2 separate regions of the Gossypium hirsutum genome follow, and region 1 is linked to region 2. The links are chromatin contacts, called in public Hi-C maps. All regions are on one chromosome and are shown on one strand. Each heading gives the region's core, a stretch centred on a gene start, on an enhancer-like site or on the middle of the called end of the contact. The rest is flanking DNA. Distances are from core to core; before and after follow the strand shown. Region 1 holds the start of LOC107910826 (golgin candidate 3). Region 2 holds the start of LOC107911505 (C-terminal binding protein AN).

Region 1 (2,700 bases), core at 43-2,542, 170 kb before region 2:
TACATTTAAATTTGCTCGTCCTATTAGCTTGGCTTTCAACCAGAGGAAGATGAGGATGACGTCAAGTCATCATGCCCCTTATGCCTTGGGCGACACACGTGCTATAATAGACCTGATTATGGGTAGTAAAATTTAAATTCATGGGTAGTGACTTAGCTTAGCGCGCTATTTTTCGATGCATAGGTGAAAGATCAAATCGGAGTTCTCGTTCAAAGTAGTGACTATACCTGATTATGGGTCAGGCCATAAAGGCCAATCCGAAAAGTGGGAGGGTTTGGGTAAAGTATATAGATTCAAAAAATAGGCTTGGGCAAAAAAAAAGACCCGTTTAGAAAACGAGTTAGGCCTCGGGTAAGCTTTTTTTGGCCTAAGCTCGACTCGAATTTGCCAAAAAAAAAACTATTTTTGTTTTACCATTACTTTGTTGCCATTTCCTATTATATTACTACTATTTTGTTGTTATTATTTAGATATTGTGTAATTAATTAGTATAGTTAAATTGAAATATATATTTTATAAATGGTTCAAATATATCAGTCTTTGCATTCTTTGTAAATTTAAAATTTAGTCTCTATACTTTTGTTCTTAAAAATTTAGTCATTTTACTTTTCAAATTTCAAAATTTGAGTCTAACGGTTAATATTTTTAAAATTATTTTATTAAATTCAAGTTCATTACAACATTTTTTTAATTACATGGTTATTAAATGAGTATTTTTTTTTAATTTCAAAATGTCATATCAATAAATTTAACACTATTAACAAAGGAATCTGAACTTTGAAATCTGAAAAGTAAATGGACTAATTTCTTAAAAATAAAATACATGAACTAAATTCTAAGTTTTTAAAAAGTACAAGGACTTTATGGCAGATTTTAACCAACAACTTTCGTCTTTGATAATTTCTCCAAAATTTCATTGTCATGACACGGAGGGAAATGCGTATTCCTCCCTCGCTTCAAATCAGCGATCCCTTTTTTATGGAGGGAAAATTGTACCGTTGGGCCAGCGATTCAAAAGCACGCGCTTCCAACAATCAAACTTGGTTCACATTTTTATAACGGGAGAAGAATAGGGAAAAATGGAGCGGGAGGAAAGTCGCCGACATAGATTAGCTCAAATCCTAACGGCGTCAGTGAAGGTAGAGGTGAGGTCGTTACTCATTATGAAGTGGGAGCTACAAATTCATCGGCCCAATAAAAAAGCCTGCTAATTGTTGTTCAGGCCTGCCCCAATACCTAACGTTTAAAAACAGTATATATTTCCATAAACTACCATAAATATTTTTTAACGATCACTCCTTCTGATAATCCGCCAAACTAAACCTCAATGTCATCTAATCTAATTAGTACTGCCATAAATAATTAACCCAAAAATTTAAGAAGATTTAATTTACCAATCTTCTTTGGCACGTCTTCCTATTCCCATTCTTGTTTGCGGGATCTCGGATACTTTCAAAACCTCTTTATCTTGAATACAACTATTGGTTGCGGGATCTTAAGGAGATGTGGACTTCCATTGCTAATTTGAAGGAAAATTTGAATAAGATAACGCTTGACGTGCACGGGGATGACGACGAAGAACTCGAGATCTACGGTTCGGAGAATGGACGCCATTCGACTTTCTCCGATAGACGGAATTCTCATACATTTGCACACTCAAAGCCTGTTTCCTTCTCTTCTCTCGCCAGTGGAATTGATTCGCCGTTCAATTCCGAGGTATGATTGCAATTAATTTTCGAGCTTGAATTTAAAAAAAAAAAAACTGTATCCGGTCTTCTGATTTCACGTAGCTTTGAGTTGATTCAGTGTGTAGTTCAGTGCCGTAAATAAATATTTAATTATATTAGTCGACACTTGACCGTTTGGGGAGCAAGTGAATTGCGGGTATAGAACCCAAGTAGCTCGGTTTAATGCTTTCTAGCCTTGCAATTTTCTTATTTGAGTTAGAAAAAATTGATTCAGGTTTGTGCTATGGTCAAAATTATAATATTTGAAGAGCTAGTGGCTTAAGATCGAAACTGCACCACTTCTGCGCTGCATGCACTTCTTTTGCTATTATACTGGTTGGTTTGTTTTTTTGTCTTGCTCATGCTATTATACTGGTTGGTAAGGCATTTGTGGTATTCCAATCTTCATGCATGATAACGAAACCATCTTCCTCCTCTCTCTCTCTCTCTGTGTTATTTTTGGTAGATTGGAAGATACAGAGCAGAAATTAAGAAGCTTCAGGAATCTGAGGCAGAAATTAAGTCCTTATCAGTCAATTATGCTGCTTTATTAAAAGAAAAAGAGGTACCCGATGGTTGGTTGTAGTTCTTGTAATAAATTTTTTGGGTTGATCTAAAGTTCAAATCTTTATAAATGATAATGATTCGAATAATTATTGAAATTGTTATTCCTCCATCATACATGGAATCCATAATGTTTTGCTTATTGCAATGAAGTATCTTGCTTTTATCATCCATTTTACAATTGTATATATCTAATACTTGACTTATGATACAGTATCTAATGCTTATATAATAAAATTTGTCAAAATTGAATTCAATATCTATTTACCAGTCAGTATTGTACAAGTCCCTAGGAGGAAAGTTAGGGTAGCAGGAGCCATTGTAGAATAAGAATTAAAAAAAAGGTATGGAAGTTTTCCTTTCTCATACACCCTGAGAATTTGTTGATGCAATTTTCTTTTTTTTTTGT
Region 2 (2,700 bases), core at 22-2,521:
ATTTTTAGCTTATTATACAGGTATCCTGTTTAAAAACATCGTTCATGATACAAGGTACTGAGTCAGGTAATTGTAGGTTGACGCCTTTAGTGAGTTCTTGGAGACTCAGTGCTTCAGTCAGTAGGGGCTATTTGCTACTAATTCCTACTTCTTATTCCTTAATTCTCCTGCTAATAAATGCACAAAAGAATATTTGAAAGTACTGAGGAGCTATATTCTACTCTATGATTATTGCTTTGTGTGGATCAAATTAGACGGAACTGGTTATAATATTAGGCAGTACATTACATGTACTATAATTAGAAGAATTCACTTAGATAATAGATCGTGATATTATTATTTGATTATTGTTTCAAAAATTAATGGTAAAAACTTATCGATAACTCTTTTTTACCGATTACCGATCATTAAAAAAGAGCTTTTCATAATTAAAAGTGTAATTTAAATTAAATTTTGTACTGTAAAATTGAATTTTCTGTACACACTTTGTTTTAATATCCATTTGCCTTAGCTGTTTGGAAGGCATCCTTGCTGCATGGATTTGTTGGTGCATTCGAAAAGCGTGTAATGAATTTGTGTTCGTGGGGATCAAAACATGTTTGGGAATTGTTTTGGTCCAATCATAATGAAATCATGAATCCATATTTCTTACTCCACTCAGTGTAGAAAAGAGATCAGTCTCATGAATAGCATCCTCCATCATTTGATGGTGTCAAACTTAACATCGATGCAACCTTTGGTCTGCTGAAAAGAGTGGTAGGCATTTCATTGCCAGGGAACCATTATTACGTGTGACATTTATTGTCCATCAGCATTTATGCTTAAAACCAAAAGCTTTGAGGTTTGACTCTGATATGATATCATTAAGAATCAAGAATTGTGGAATGTAACAACTTTGGACTGATCAATGGTGCTAAATAATGTGATCATCCATGACTGACTACGTGCGCCAACGTCAAGTTACAACAAAGTTGCAGATTGGATGACACATGCTCCCTTATGATTCCTAATGAACTAATCCTCGCGTTCTTTAATGAAAGAAAGAAGGGGATGTTTCGTATACTATATATTTGGACGGAGTTTTTGTATCATATATGCATGTAATATCACAATTCATAGCCTAGCCTACTATATAGAATGTGGTAGACAGAGCTTCAAAAAACAAAAATCTCATGCCAATAGTCTGAACGCAGCGCAGGGCGTTTATTTGCCAAAAACTGGGACATAATTGGAATTTTGAAGTTAATGGTCAGTTGCCCAAAAACAAGGGGACACATTTCATTCCTTTAAAATTCCTCCCGAAGCTGAGGAGCTACATCAAGAAACAAGGATAAGACAAAACGCGTAAGCACGGTTTTACTTAGGCAAGCAAGTACCCTTGGCGAAACTTTAGCCCCGCAAAATGCCCAAAGTTATACTCATCAACCATATCCAGTACCAGTAACCTCTAATTCCCACCCGAAGTCTCTTTTAACCTCGTCACAATAGTGAGTGCACGATCCGAGGATGAACGTCGCCTCCAACTCCACGACGTCGCCTATGCTCAGATCCTCTTCCGGAATGCGTCACCGTGACAACCCTACGCCTCTCCCTTTGGTTATTTCCCTCAACTGCATCGAAGATTGCGCCCTCGAGCAAGAATCCTTAGCCAGCGTCGCAGTGGTCCACCACGTCCCTCTCAGCAGCTTAGGCGACGGGAAGATCGAGGGGGCCGCCGCCGTTCTTCTCCACTCCCTTTCCTACCTCCCTCGAGCTGCCCAGCGTCGCCTCCGTCCTTACCAGCTCATCCTCTGCCTCGGCTCCTCTGACCGCGCCGTCGACTCCGCCTTAGCCGCTGACCTCGGACTACGTCTTGTCCATGTCGACGCCTCGCGAGCTGAGGAGATCGCAGACACTGTCATGGCGCTGTTTCTGGGCTTGCTCCGTCGCACGCACTTGCTCTCTCGCCACGCGCTTTCGGCTTCCGGTTGGCTTGGATCAGTTCAGCCGCTTTGTCGGGGAATGAGGCGGTGCCGAGGACTAGTGTTGGGAATTGTTGGTAGATCTGCATCGGCCCGATCTCTGGCCTCTAGAAGCTTAGCCTTCAAAATGAGTGTGCTGTATTATGATATTGTGGAGGTAAAAGATCGGCTAGTCTCGAGAATTAATGGTCAATTAGGTTGACTTCCGACTGCACTAGACACTCTTAACTTTCTTTAACTCCGTTATATTGCTACTTAAAATTGACTTCTTATTTCCTTCACCAATTTAACTTCGAACTTAGCATTTCTGTACTTGCTTGTTTATGAAATTTAGCAAGTACTAATAAGGTACTCTCTTATTTACTTTGGGCGGATGCTTTGTCAAAAGTGTCACAGATTTTGTCAAAATCAACACTATCTGAAATTGCTATAGGCATTTTGACCTGGTGTAAAGATCTTAAAGATATAGTCTCTTCTAACATGTTATTCAGTTATATCTTCTTAGGTAAACTGAAAAGGAATTACAGATATACTGCAAATTGCATTTAAATTAAAAATGAGCTTGGTTTTTAGTGGTGTATATATGATTGTTTTATGTTGTTTACATGGTCCGTTAATTCAGATTCTCACTGTTTGGATTTTAGTAGTTAACAATTTATTTTTATTTCTCATGCTGTTGGATCAATTTTCCATTGGAATAAAATTTCCTCTGAATCATGTTTTTACAGGAAAATGGAAA

What was found. A called contact is a pair of places that touch in the nucleus more often than the background predicts.
Region 1: a Hi-C map of leaf shows a contact between it and region 2, with 2.2 times the contacts expected there. The contact joins the promoter of LOC107910826 here to the promoter of LOC107911505 in region 2. A contact is called at or near these places in 6 of 34 Hi-C or Micro-C datasets (anther, callus, hypocotyl and 1 more).

Annotation. Positions count from the first base shown.
Region 1 is chrD11:8,617,246-8,619,945 of Gossypium_hirsutum_v2.1, reverse strand. LOC107910826 (golgin candidate 3) reads left to right here and starts at 1,292. Exons shown (of 15, transcript XM_041105910.1): 1 at 1,292-1,716; 2 at 2,194-2,292. The coding sequence starts at 1,504.
Region 2 is chrD11:8,451,507-8,454,206 of Gossypium_hirsutum_v2.1, reverse strand. It overlaps LOC107911505 (C-terminal binding protein AN), which reads left to right and starts at 1,271. Exons shown (of 8, transcript XM_016839333.2): 1 at 1,271-2,118; 2 at 2,690-2,700. The coding sequence starts at 1,507. It overlaps LOC107911504, which reads left to right. Exons shown (of 2, transcript XM_016839332.2): 2 at 1-12.